2 separate regions of the Danio rerio genome follow, and region 2 is linked to region 1. The links are chromatin contacts, called in public Micro-C maps. All regions are on one chromosome and are shown on one strand. The core of a region is the stretch at or near the end of the contact, and the rest is flanking DNA. Distances in the headings are between cores, read along the strand shown.

What was found. Hi-C and Micro-C count contacts between places; a contact is called where the count stands out from the background.
Region 2: a contact with region 1 is called in a Micro-C map of caudal fin, with 6 times the contacts expected there. The contact joins the promoter of selenop here to the enhancer-like site in region 1. A contact is called at or near these places in 1 of 18 Hi-C or Micro-C datasets (caudal fin) and 2 of 4 datasets of contacts at active chromatin or transcription factors (embryo and gastrula embryo).

What each region holds. Positions count from the first base shown.
Region 1 is chr8:33,326,102-33,333,675 of GRCz12tu, forward strand. The region is part of intron 1 of LOC141375657 (a long non-coding RNA gene); the gene reads left to right. Among named protein-coding and RNA genes, the nearest start is that of unm_hu7912, 30 kb to the left of the region's middle. Within about 2 kb of position 3,165, at least 36 of the 62 cell types and tissues checked have an H3K27ac peak or open chromatin away from gene starts, as enhancers often do. A contact at or near this core is called in caudal fin, where this site is marked.
Region 2 is chr8:33,502,578-33,510,151 of GRCz12tu, forward strand. selenop (selenoprotein P) reads left to right here and starts at 3,143. Exons shown (of 5, transcript NM_178297.4): 1 at 3,143-3,205; 2 at 4,647-4,874; 3 at 5,002-5,211; 4 at 5,291-5,408. The coding sequence starts at 4,672. LOC103911520 (a long non-coding RNA gene) reads left to right here and starts at 5,977. Exons shown (of 2, transcript XR_662397.5): 1 at 5,977-6,161; 2 at 7,236-7,574.

The sequences.
Region 1 (7,574 bases), core at 1,915-4,414:
TGTTATAAATGGGATTAGGTTTTCACTGTAATAAGTTTAGTATACAATGTTTAAAATGATGTTCTGTTAGTTAATATGATTTAAAACATCATTTTTAGGATTATTGTAATACAGTTTGGTAAACAGGGTCATCACTAAGGATTTTTTTTCTATCTGGGCAGTGGTTCAGATTTTTACTTGCCCTGCCAAAGTTTTCACTGGAAAAAAAAGAAGTTAATAACTATTTCCTAGCCACATGATTTAAATAATGTGTCAATAGCCAAATATAATTATACATTTTTTATCCAGCATAACCTTTCTTTAAAAACAACTGAGAATTAAAGTAAAATTACAGTTGTGATGTACCAAAAAAATTATATATATATATATATATATATATATATATATATATATATATATATATATATATATATATATATATATATATATATATATATTTTATATATACATACATACATACATACATACATACATACATACATACAGTTGAAGTCAGAATTATTAGCCCCCTTCGATTTTTTTTTTTCTTCTTTTTTAAATATTTCCTAAATGATGTGTAACAGAGCAAGGAAATTTTGAGAGGGTGCTCGCTGCAGAGCCATTTGAGGAGAGCTGAGGTCCAGCGAGGGGGAGCATGAGCTGTCGCTCCTCCTCCTGTAAACTGTTTTAATCCGTACACCAACCCCACCCCTAACCCTACCCCCAGTGACATCACTCGTAGAAGAAGTGCAAAAAAGGTGGAGCTCAAGCTTAAGCACCCCCTCGCTGGAGCTCAGCTCTCCTCAAATGGCTCTGCAGCGAGCACCACTTGGAAATTTTCACAGTATGTCTGATAATATTTTTTCCTCTGGAGAAAGTCTTACTTGTTTTATTTCGGCTAGAATAAAAACAGATTTAATTTTTTAAACACTATTTTAGGGGCAAAATTATTAGCCCCTTTAAGCTATACTTTTTTCGATAGTCTACAGAACAAACCATCGTTATACAATAACTTGCCTAATTACCCTAACCTGCCTAGTTAACCTAATTAACCTAGTTAAGCCTTTAAATGTCACTTCAAGCTTTCTAGAAGTGTCTTGAATAATATCTAGTAAAATATTATTTACAGTCATCATGGTAAAGGTAAGATAAGTTCATTACTATAAACGAGTTATCAAAACTATTATGTTTAGAAATGTGTTGAAAAAAATCTGCTCTCTGTTAAACAGAAATTGGGGAATAAATGGGGAATACAGGCTGTACATACATGCATACATTTAAGTTGTCAAGTTTTGTAAAAATCTATCTACTGAATTAATCTATTAAAAAACTTGGACCAGAATTCTGCATTATAGGCTTAAGTTATAGACAGAAATAACAGATGAACCTAGACTGCTGTTAGATCATGAATCAGATTGCAATGTTAATCTATTTTCAAGGTGTCAGTGCAGAAATGAACAAAACAACAGGCCAAATACAAAATATTATAAGAATAAAATATGGCAAAACTTTCAGATAGTAATTTAGGTCAATTTTCCTAATGGATAAACAGCTCTCTGTATTATTTCAGCATTCTTTTGCTTTCCATTCAACATGAAATGCACATTTATCAGTAGGAATACCCTTACATAATTCTATCTTCATACAGTAGCCATATACTGTATATGGTTATTACGCAACCATAATAAATTGATGTGAAATGATGTAGTCTGGTTTGTTAGTTCGTTGGATCATATTGCTTTCTTTCTACAATCGATCAGCTCTAGAGTTCATTTCAATCGAGCCGAGACCACCTCATTCAGACGATCTCGGACCAATTGATTTGGCACAGATCCGAGCGGGATTGCTGGATTCACATATGCCAAACAAACTGTGATAACGGGGCAAACGATACAAGTTCCGAAACAAACGTCTAGGTGTGAAAGCACCTCAAGATTTTATTTGCACGCAATAGATGAACAGTCGCAGCCAAATTTAACTTTTCGGGCCAGTAATGATCCTGTCTACTATCCCAAGCGTATCGCACACTGGCCCTGAGCCATCGGGCTGTCCGTATTGTCGAGCCCTGGTATATATTTGGCCCACAGCCCTCAATCCAGTTTGGTTTTTGGCCCTTTTATAGGAAAAACTTTAGGAACCCCTGCACAAATTGAACCACGGTTTCGCTATAGCTGGTTTAGCTGTGGTATGTGTTGCTTAAAACTGTGGTTGTGCAAAAGGTGATCAAAGTCCCAACAAATATGCTTTTACTACAATAACACCATGATTAATTACCAAAAATGCTCCATGACTACTTAGTGTTATTAGCTGTAGGCTAATTTTGTCTTTCAACTTTCCACACTTGGTTAAAAAGATTTTTAAAAATGTTTAAATAGAGTATGGGATTTAGAAATTTGGTTTCCTTTTGAAGTTAATATTAAAATATTAGCGATTGTGGTCTGTGGCAATATATAATATTTATTTATTTGGTCTTGATTTACATCAAAGAGTTTTTTAATAATACAGTTCTGACATGATTTAGTCACCCTCACATCTAGATATGTTGCACATGTTCTCCATTACGGCTGCAAATTTTGAAGCAAATCCATTCCAGATGGCGTCACACATTTGTATTATATCATAAATGCATAAATAGCCTGCACAATATGCAGAACATCACATATTTTCCCCAAATTGCCCATGTCAGATTATACATTTAAAGCATTCTGCAAAAGTAAAATGTGTTTTTACTGCCATTTTCATGTTCCAAGTGGTATAAATAATAATCTTAAACTAATATTATATATATCAGCTAATCAGTTTATTTCATTATGCAACATGTTCTATGATAGAGAAACCTAAAAGTAAGTATAAAAAAATTCCTGGAGGCAGGAAGGTGGAGGCTCAGAAGTGAGAGATGCTTGTTGCCGGGAAACAGAAAGCTGAGTGAACATCCAGGCACTTCAGACTGTGGGCAGGGTGATAAATGGAGGCTGCTGGGAAAGCATGTGTATAGTGAGCTGATACGCCAGCCTTCAGGAAGAATGCCACATAACGGGAAGGCTTCATCTTTATGCGTACAGTATCTGCTTTCCAGTGAAATAATTCAACACAGCTTGAAGACCTGCTCAAGCACACACACAATTATGCATAATTTAATTACATACACGTAAGCCATGTCCTAGTTTTTGCAGTTGCAGGAAGCTCTTTCTTCCACTAGATGGCACTACATTCCCATGTTTAATGCAGTACACAATCACTGGATTCACAAATCAAGATCCTCCACACCAAAGAGTATTAGAAGTTCATAAAACAGTGCCTAAAAAGAGAACGGCTGTTGGCGATGAAAGAGAAATACAGTTTTATATATATTTAATGTTCATTTTTGCACTTTATTAGCATATGTTCTCTGTGGCTCCAGTAGAGGGCGCTGGACAGACACTCTGTATGAGTCAGAATGAGTCACGAATGATTCATTTGCTGTAAGGGGGAGATGAGCTGCTGTTGTCTTTGTAAGCACCACATGCCCAAACACATCCCAGCCCACATGATCGCCAGGTGCTGCAAGCATGGCCAAAGCACAAGTCATCCCACAACTCTGGTGACAAAAGAGTGCTACAGTACTCATTTATGAATGTCTGGGTTTTACACTGCTGTGTAAAAATCACTCATAGTCGTGATGCTAGATTTTATCTCATTGAAAGATTTTTTTTCTTTTTTTGTGGTAGCATTAAAGTTGGTTTAGTGAGAGGGAAAAATGGAAATTCTGCAAAATGCTGCACTAGAAATATTTGTGCAGCAATTGATTTCTAGTTAAATGTATATAGTTCACTCAAAAATTAAAACTACCTCATCATTTTTTCACCCTAATGTGGTTTTGAACATTCATGCATTTTTTTTCTTCTGTTTAACACAAAAAATCTATATTTTGAAGAATACCGATTGCTGACACCCATTAACTTCAATAGTAGAAAAAAATACCATGGCAGTTAACCAGCATTTTTCTAAATATCTTATTTTGTGTTCAACAGAAGAAAGAATCTTATTATATTGATTACACTTTACAATATGGTTTCATTAGTTAATGTTTGTGTATTTGCAATATGAACTAATAATGAACAATACTTGTACATCATCATTTGAGCATAGTTCAACATTTCGTCACTTTAGAATTATAGGGTTCTATCTGACATTTTTGTCAAAACTGAGTTATTGACGTATTCTTATTAAATGACAATTTATTTACATTATTGGATGTTTTTTTTAGAAGTTGTTTACATTTTAAGACTTTTTATAAAAAAAATTGTTACTACTGTTTGCTATGAAATGCAAAAACTTTGAAGCTCAATATCTCAAAATCATTCAGGACGCAGATAGAACCTTATAATTCTAAGATGACGATTTACTAATGCATTATTAAAATCCAAATTTATGCTTGTTAACTAGGGTAAGGATTTGAAGATTGATTTATTTTTACTACACTGGATTTAAAATTGATCAGAGGAATCAGAGTTCATAAAATTCAAATGATACCCAAACCTTAAGTAACTTTAGATAATGCACCATAAGTTAACATGAGCTAACAATGACCAACTTTTATTTTCACTGTCTACACTGTAAAAAAAAACAAAAAAAAAAAAAAAAAAAAACTGTTATAACGTATTAACGGTCATTAAATACAGAAATTTAAAAAAATGTATCAAATAACAGACGTTACAGAAATTTTCCTAAATTGAAATATCTGGTAAATTCATGTCATTTAATGTTTATTTTACAGTAAATTTATGTATTTTAACGTCTGTTATTTTACAATAAATTTCTATAATATAACATCTATTACTGTATTGTTAGTAAACACAGTAACTAACATGAACCAATAAAGGCTTATTGTAAAGTGATACCTATGAAATAAAAATGTTCTAAAATACAATATTTTTTTATAAAACCCCTCACCCCCTAGAATAAATCAGTTGTTGGTGTGTTACTCAAACTTATATCTAACATATCCAGTATATTCAGAGAATTTTCAAGTGGTTTCTTATTTTTTTCCTATAGTTGTGCACATACACATCAGTTTGAAAAGAAATAACATGAATTCTAGTACTGGAAAGTTGCACAACTGCCATGTGCATCTCATGGTGCCGTTCACGAGGCCTGTGTCATTTCCAGCAATTCGCACGCTTCCTCTTAATGTCCTCTTAATTTCCTTCTTTCTGTAGCTGAGACCGCTTACATAAATGGCTGAATCTGCTGGGCAGTGCTGCTGTAAAGGCTTTCCTCTGGGACAGCTTGTAGGAGGCTGGCCTGATGTGGGCAAGTAATGCACGAATATACCAGAGGAATATTTTAAATATGCTTCTAAATATATACACGTATACATTTCCCCTTTCGTGGGAAATGCCCACTGTGTGACATTTAATACTATGCACCAATGGCCTTAACAGAAGGACAGCGGGATGTCTAAAACTACCATTTGTTATAATGTGAAAATATTCAGTATGCAAAAGTAACTGGCCAAATTTGCAACTACATATCTACTAGTGATAATTAGAGTATTTGTATTTTGATTTTGATATATTGTTTTAGGCATCTTATTTTATGTTAGGTCGACCAAACGGAAATTATTTATTTATTCTATACTAACCCTGATATTGTTTCAAACTTCTTGCACAGACAGATAAATTCAACTCAGGCTCATTCTAAAAACGTAACACTATATACATTTCTAGAGATCACGAAATGCGTCCCAGGAGCTACGCTTTTTTGCAGTTTTTATGTTTGTGAACGCACCAGAGCAGTGGCAGCTGTTTGCTTTTTGAGATGTCAAATTTCGCTAGTGAGTGCCATCCGTGCCTTCTATTCTCGTATAAATCCACCAGAGGCTACTGTCAACTGACTGATTGACATACTGGTTGACTAACCCATGCACCCTCCTTCTTCCCTAAACCCAACCAATAGTGTTTTCAAAAGCACCGATTGACCCAAGTCCGCCGACGTACATGGCTAGCTAAATCAACAAACTGATAACAGTGGGAAAGCCGTCCATATGGAGACTGACTTAAAGGGATTTCAATATTTACCCTCTGATCAAACATATTATATGTTTTTTTTTTTTTTTTTGGCCATACTTTATTGTTTTAACTTTTCCTACAAAAACAAAACTCATATTCTGTCATAAACTGTAGTTTATGTTTTCTCCACCCCAAAAATGTTTTTTTTTAAATACCTTAAGCAGCTTTCATATTTTTCTCTTCCTAAATTAACATGGTTTAATAACTTGTAGGGTCATTGAAAGCAAATTGAAAGGGTCCTATCAAGAAATTGTTTTGCCCTAACACGTTTAAGATGAAAAAACTTTTATTGCTCTATTGAAAAAAGTCACCTACACTATGGCGGCACAATATTGGAAAAAATACTACTTGCCTTTTTTTTTCTGAGATATATATTGCTATATGAATACAATTTCACCAGATACATTGAATAAATGTTTGTAAAGAATCTATAATTTTAGATTGATTGGGACGATTCGGTAGGGGAGTGCATAAAATATAATAAACAATCTACAAGCATAGAGAAATTCAATAAAGAAAAATATGCTAATTGAATAAACAGTGTTTGATTGTTTTTCGAAGAGTCAAAATTTATTCAGGTATAAATGTAAAATAATACTGCATAGTCTTTGTTTTATAAACAATTCAATAAACTTAATCGTTATTAATTTTTCAAAGTTACTAACAGTACATTTTCTTATACCTAAATGCTTTTCAAAGCCTCACACAGTCAAACGCCTTAAAAAAAAAAGACTTGCAAAACGATAAATAATATTCCAGACTCAACATTGCATATAATTGCGATGTGACTATTGAGAATGATCACATTGCGATATCGATGCTAACACGTTATATTCGGAGTGGGGGGGTGGTGGCTGCTTTGACTAAGTATACCTCTAAGTCAAAGCAGTCATGGATTATGACTCCTAATGGCTTTGCAATTGAGGCATCATAAATATTGTAAATAATCCATTAATGAACATTATAGGCATACAATCCAACATAAAAGTTTACATTATGCAATATGTGGCCTAGTTTTGTCTCTATTGCCACCAAGGTTTTGAAGCTCCTTGCTTTAAATAGAAATAAATTTTTACATTAGCAAATCAACAATTGTCAGCTAGATCCCTGTTTAGTCAATAGGTTTCAGACATTCAAATGCCTAAGACGGGTACTTTCCCCACCCTCTATCCTGTGTAGGAGCACAGATGACTCAGAGTCAACAACCATATCGTCTTTTGTTTACTGGAGAATGTTTAGAAGAGGACAGCGGTGTTTACATCATGCATTGCATTATCACTAAAACCATAGTAATGCATGCAAACACAGTGTTATGCACATGCCAGCTGCATGTTGCTGCGTTATTGTTCTTTAAAACATCCAAATAGTCTGCTGACTGTCTGATGAGTCACGATGAAAGGGACAATAAGAGTGCAGTGTGACATTTCTCCCCAAAAAACATGATTACTTAAGGCGCATGGTCATTTGAGAGTGAGTTCATCTGAGGAACCCTTGTGTCGGTGTTGGGTTTTGTCACTATGGAGCCGGAAGAGTTCATTGTGTTGT
Region 2 (7,574 bases), core at 1,893-4,392, 180 kb after region 1:
ATTTAAGGTTAAAAAAACAAGTAGTGCAACATGAATGTGTGGTACATTTACAAGTAAACATTGTTTTCCTTACTGAGTCCTTATAAGATGAAGTTTAAAGGTTCAAGACACCCTGGAGTATTTATTTTTGAGATTTTAACAGTTTTGTGTGTGTTGAGCATCAGTTAAGACAACGTTAGCTACTGTCAGCTTTTATTGTGGGGAAAACTGGATAATTTGAGCTTTTGTCAGCTAATTTCATCTTTCCGGTTTAAAATAATTTTTGGGACGGGATCAAAATCGACAAGTGGAGTGATGACGTGTCGGTTTCTCATGATTATTCATAGCGGAGTTTTCTTATGAGAAGACCCTGCTTCGTAAATATTCATGAGAGCAGATGCTTTCTGAAGGCAGGGCAGACCTGCCAAACTGTAAGACTCAGTGACTGGGTGAGACCGCGTTCACAAGGGTTTGTTGCATGTTTTTTCCTGAGATGCTGTCAGGGGCCGATACAGCAAAGCTGTTGGTTTGTAGCAAGTATTTTTGTTGAGAGAGCTGTACGAGAATTGGAGAATGGTGGACTTTGTGTTTTATCAGTTGAGTTCATTACCATTCAGACACATCGCCTATATCCATGCTGCCGTGTTTGCCTATCATTAAAATCATACAGATTGCCGGCAGGGCTAATGGTTGAAATAGACAGGGAAAGAGACCTGCTGCACTGCTATCCGCAGTCTGTCTGCATTCAGACGAGGGGATACAGGAGGACAGAAGTCCACCTCATTAATAGTGTTTGTATAAACTCGATCAACTTTATAATAATATTACAAATTGTGTTTATGTGTATATGAAATTACAAATAACTTATGTAGCAGGGCATTACAATAGGTCAGAGGTCATGGAGACCACGAGTGGAACTGAAGATCTTGATGATTCTAAAGTCTAAAGTGATTTTGATATTATTATGTTTTCATTCTGTTTAAAGTGATTTTCCTTTTTATTCTAGATAGACTTTTTGTATAGCAGCCTGAATGCTGTTTATACCTCTTTTGAACAAGTTTGATAAGATAGCTGAAAGTACGAAGAAACAACCTTGGGTTTTATTAACAGATTGTCTCTTGCGTGTATATTCATCTGATGGCTTCTGCTGATGAAACTGCAAACTATCTTAAGTAACCTTTATTTTTTTGAATCTCTGACTCCAGTTCTTCATCTGACAGACAGGTCATGGTTCATGGTCCTTTAAGTAAAGTGTCCGTTGCATAAGTGATTCTACAGGTGGTTTGTCAAACCCTCTCACCTGTGAAGCACACTCAGAAATGCACAATGCTTTTCAAGAAATATGCAGTGATTGTAAGAAAGTGTCTGGGGTAAATGTGCAAACTGTTGAAAGTGTCAGTTAAAATGTCAAAGAGATGATAGAGAGTGTTTTCTACAGGTGGTTTGTCAAGCCCCCTCACCAGTATGCGGCACACTGGGAATGGCAATATGTTTTGAGGTTTTTGTGTGGTGTTGTGGAGATTTTGGGAGCTAATATTGTGGAGAATATTTCAGATAATGTTAATGTGATTGGAGTTGAGGGCTTTAACAGCTTGTGGAAAGAAACTGAAGAGTAGTGTGACATTCGTATGGTAGGGTTAGATTTTGGTGCATTTAACATGAAACCATGGTTTCATTCTGTCCTCTAATAACATTTTAGAGAGGGGGTGGTGGAATGAATGTGAAAGATATTTTCTTGACACACTTAGGACGCCAAACATTTTAGCATTGAGGCACTGTTGAGTATTGAGTATTGTTGTTGATCATGTCCATCCCTTTATGACCAATAGGGTTGGATGGTGCATAATTCTAGTAGGATAATAATAATGCCACACATATCAAATCATCTCAGTCTGGGTTTTGAAGATGAGAGAGTTCATAAACTCAAATGACCTCTGTAGTCACCAGGTCTTTCATCAGACCTCTAAGATGTGCTGAACCTGGAGATTCCAACTATGGATGTGCCGTCGTTAAATCTGCAGCAACCTGTATGTGATGTTGACATGTCAATATATACCAAATCTCTGAGGAACATTTAAGCACCTTCTTGAATTCACACCAAATCAGCTGTACTAGCAAGGTGTACTTAATAAAGTGGCTGGTGAGCCTAGTATATTGTTTTTAAGGACATGAAGTTTTAGGGTTTATTTTATTTTATTGAGTGATTTCATAATACTTTAGAGTTAACCATTAGCTTGCAGTAATCAGTAATGCGTGTTAACTGTATCTAAAGTACATCTCTAGGAGGTCAAAACGTCCTCCAGGTCATGAGACTTGATTATGTAAATTAACTAATTGATAAATCAGAAAACAACTCAGATACAAGGACAATTTGGGTCTACAGACAATGTGATGTTTTTTGAATGTTTATGTAAGTTTTTAACACTGTGTCCAAGGCCAGTATGTTTTATCTATCATTGTTCCGTCTTACAGTAATGTAAAAACATGGTGTTTATGAAAGTTCAGCAGAGACAGGAAGCTTCAAAGTTTGATCTCAGCAGGAAAAAAGTGCTGACTCTGAAACAGCTGTGCACTGCTGCACAAACAAAAAATAAAGGATGTTAAGAGGAGCATGCAAATACATGCACAGTAATCAATGATTAGTTAAGAGTTAATGCTTTAATAAACACGTACACAGTGCTTTCATACTTAATTGCTTGTCATTTCTTTTCAATGTTGCACTCAACCCCCCCTTTTCAGTTCTCTAGGGAAACAGAAGTTTGGAATGCAGTGAGATTTAACAGTTTGCTGCCTGGAGACTTTTTGGTAGAAACAAAACTATTTTGCTGCTAATTATTACTTTTCCATACATAAGACACAGATAAATAAATTAAAAATGTAGAAAATTTAATTTAGGTTAAATAAAATCCAAACAGACTTTGGCAGGGATACATAACTAATCCACTAATCCACTTAAACTTTCTGCTTTTTTTTCAGCTCAAAGCTTTAACTTTTTCCATTTAAAACACATTACGGAGGTTACTGATATACTGCTGATGCGTGTAACTTCTGTGGCGAGTACGTGAGATATTAAAGTTTTCGAAACAAGGACAGAGGGACCTTTGCCCCGCTTTTAGTCAGGAAAAACAAGAGGAGTATAAATAGGAGGAGCCGTGTGAGAGGAGGGTTGTTTTTGTCAAGAACTAGCTCAGAAAGTTTCGCTGCTGAAGACCCTCAAGGAAAACAAGTAAGTGTACTTTACAGCTACGACACATTGGTAAAACATTAGGAAAACACATTAATTAATATAGCATATTACTAGTATATTTGCTGATTGTTTTAAATAATGCTCTTATTAATGGCCTCTTTTTGCATGATCATAGATCCCTTAATTACTACAACAACTATTTATTTAATGCCATTGCAGTAATGAAGTCGTATGTTTTAACTGCAGAACATTTAGTTATTAGTACATTTTTGCTCCCAATCTAAAGTTTTTCATTTTTCTTGTCAGCTTTTTTATTTTTATTTTTTTTATAGTTTTATGTTCAGATGCTGTTGTGTGGGTGTGCATTATCTATAATATAATTTAATATTGTTTGGTAATTACGTAGGTTTGAATGCATTATCTGTGCACCAGTCTGGCTTTGATAACTCATGTTGCAAATTTATATTACCTGGGTGGACTATGGATCTTGACCCAATCTGGCTTTTTACGATTTTGATAAGTAAATTTGGGTTAATTACCATAATTACAGGTATTTATGTACATGAATTTTATATGGCCAATATAGAATGGATACGATTAGATAAACAAACGATTAGAGCGCACTGCTGCATATCTTTTTTATCATTATGTAAGTTATTATTAATTTTCTTTTCGGCTTAGTCTCTTTATTAATCTGGGGTCGCCACAGTGGAATGAACCGCCAACTTATCCAGCATATTTTTTACGCAGCGGATGCCCTTTCAGCTGCAACCTATTACTGGGAAAATAAGTTATTATATATCTGAAATACAAATGTTATTAAAATAAAAAATAAATATTATGTGTGAAAATGTTATTCTTTTTGAAATATTTTTTAAGTGCTTTTTAACAAAGAGAAAATTATTTCAAACCATATTTAAGCATAATAGTTGAACTTCTAATAACTAATTTAATTTATCTTTGTCATAAAGACAGTATATACTATTTAACTAGTTGTACTATAAGATACCAGTATTCAGCTTAAAGTGCAATTTAAAGGCTTAATGTTAGTAGGTTACTCGGTACAATACATTAATTAGGCATCGCAAGTTACTAAACAACAGTTTTTTTTCTGAAAAAAAAAAAGTTAAACGTATCTTATTAAAATAAAACTTAAGGAGGCTAATAATTTTGACTTTAATATTTGTTTAAAATTTCTAAATACGACTTTTTCCAGAATAAAAAAAATTATTGGATAGCCTATATTGTGAAGTTTCCTACTCCATTAAACATCACTTGGGAAATATAATATTATCTGCTGGGTTCCACACAATTCACCTTGTCTCAGCACAAATCGATTAAGTTAATTTAACAGATTTAACAAATTTATGTTACATTACATGATATTATTATCAATAAAAATATTACACTTCAGGTGTCTGCTCTGGAAAAAAAATTATGTTGTTTTTTGATGTCTAAACAGTTGATCTTTTGTGTTTAGGTTAGTGGGTCTGTTGTTTGGAGTCATGTGGAAGGCACTCAGCCTTACCTTGGCTCTCTGCCTGCTGGTGGGCTGCAGTGCAGAGAGCGAAACAGAAGGAGCCCGCTGTAAACTTCCTCCCGAGTGGAAGGTTGGGGATGTGGAGCCCATGAAGAACGCTCTTGGACAAGTGACAGTGGTGGCTTACCTCCAGGCCAGCTGATTGTTCTGTCTGGAGCAAGCATCAAAGTCAGTGCAGACAATTATATTGAAACTCAATCTTTAATGAGTCCCAAACCCTTCATTCTTAAACACTCTGTAGCGTTTACACAAGGCGTATTGATCTAATCTCGCTTGATGAATGTTCTTCTTCAAGGCTTAATGACTTGCTCCTGAAGCTGGAGAACCAGGGTTATCCAAATATAGCCTACATGGTGGTAAACAACCGTGAGGAAAGGTCCCAGCGGCTGCACCATCTGCTTCAAGAAAGGCTGTTGAACATCACCCTCTACGCCCAAGACCTCAGCCAGCCGGACGCCTGGCAGGCTGTGAATGCTGAGAAGGATGACATTTTGGTCTATGACAGGTTTGGCTTATCCAGATGAATTCACTTAACATGAATGTATAACTTTATCAATATGTCACTAAATATCTTTGTCAACCAGGTGTGGCCGACTCACTTACCATCTGTCACTTCCCTACACCATCCTGATCCACCCACATGTGGAGGAGGCTATAAAACATACATACTGTGATCGCATTTGCGGAGAGTGCAGCCTGGAGGTAACCATCACCTAAAGTGATTAGAAAAAAGCTAAAGTTTGGTTTTGTGATGCTCCACGTTAGCGGTTTATATATATATATATATATATATATATATATATATATATATATATATATATATATATATATATATATATATATATATATATATATATATATATATTATATGTTTTTAATTACTGTGGTGCATAAAAATGAAAATCAAAACATTTTAACTTTACAAAAAGGGATATTGCAGTGTTTTGACAAAAACTAAAAAAATTAAGCTGTTTTGTAGAAACTATATGAAATAATAATGCAATTACTTTCATTTACTCACTTGAATGGTACTCGCTATTAAGTAGGTGTCAAGACCGTATAAAGGTATAATAAAATTATTTGTGAATTATGCACACGAGAACGTCTTCTGGTTTGCGCATGCGCAGATAATTGAGTGCGCTCAACACCATATAAGGAAAAGAAGGCGGTAAGGAAGTGGCGCGTTTGAAATGAGGTAGAGTTCCAGTCAATGGGCTATATGCACGCATTACTTCCGCGTTTTGTCTAAGGCCGCGGTCCAGCTTCCGGTCTGGGTGATGTTAAGCGGAGGTAAATAGTATTATGGCAGAGTCGTCAATATTTACTCGCTGTTTGCGAGTAAATTATGGTCAACGATGTGCAAATGATTGTCCGGATGTGCTCTACAACACCGCAGAGCAAAGCTTGAGAAAGGTTTCAAGTTGTATGCATCTTCCTACCTGTGCAATTATGAAGGTAAGTTCAGCTAGCCTGAAGGCTAACTTTAGCGTTAATACTCTTACGATCCGTCCATCTGCAGCTTTATCACGTAAGTAAAAATAATCATATGTGTATGTAATTCTGTCTCAAAGTGTCAGGTAAAAACAGGGCAGGAATAAGATCTCAGTGAGAGCCTCCTCACCAGCTGAGAGTAGGACAGCATACATGTGAAATTCTGTCCCATTCATACTTTTACTGTTCTAAAGTGACCACCACTGTTCAGTTCGGATAATCACAGAAACACAGATGCTGTCTTAGCTTGTAAGCATGATTATTGAGCAAGATATATTAGGAATAAAATAATACAATGCCGTTCCATCCACAACAGACAAATAGCACTGTGTCAATGCTGAGATTTATTGCTGAAACAGTGGAGATGACAGACGCAGTGTAACAGTGTAGATAGCATGCTTTCTATTTAGTCGATAACACTGTAATTAAATGGGAGGGTGACCCAAAACAATAAGGTGTCATTAGTTAATTTCACATCAACAATTTGTCAATTGCAATATTTATTAGTTTTTTACATTAATGAACAAATGCTTATTCATTGTGCTTGTTAACTCACAATGTAATAGCTAATGTTAACAAGCATGACTTTGGATTTTTATTCATTAGTAAATTAGTTTAACAATGCTAACTATTAAATATTAAATAGTTATTTTAATAGTGAGCAAATACATTAATTAATGAAACCTTATTTTAAAGTGTGACTAAAGGGAGATACTTTTAAATAATTTAAATTAATTATTTACTGTGTAGTTTAATCTGATGATATTGCTGCAGATGCCTTTAAAAAGAAGATATTTTGAAGAAAGCTGAAAACCTGTAACCATTGACTTCCATAGTATGAAAAAGAACTACTATGAATATCAGTGGTTGCAAGTTTCCAGCTTTCTTCAAAGTATTTTTGTTTGTGTTAAACATCAGAAAGAAACTCAAACAGGTTTGGAACAAGTGAAGGATGAGGAAATAGAATTTTCAGTTTTGAGTGAACTGCCTTTAATGACTCTTTAAAAACCTATTAATATTCTTGTTTCTGTTTTCTAGGTAACATTATGAGATTCAGAGCTAGAAAATTATATGTGTTACTTCATCCTGGAGCGGACATCCGTCAGAAGATCCATGCCATCGTCTGCTAGTTAATAGCTCCTGCTCTTGTGTGGCTGAGAGTGGGATATGCAAACATTTGGTTGCTTTGCTTTTCCAGACAGCCCATTACTCTGAAATGTGTAATGTGTGTTGTCACATGAACAATTGTTTGGAATGGATCAATTATGTGTTAAGTTCCATGAAACAGATGGGTGTTTATTTATTTATTTAATACACATCAGCCCAAATACCTCTCTATGCACAAGTTACAGAAGAAGCACCTGATTCAAGAAAACA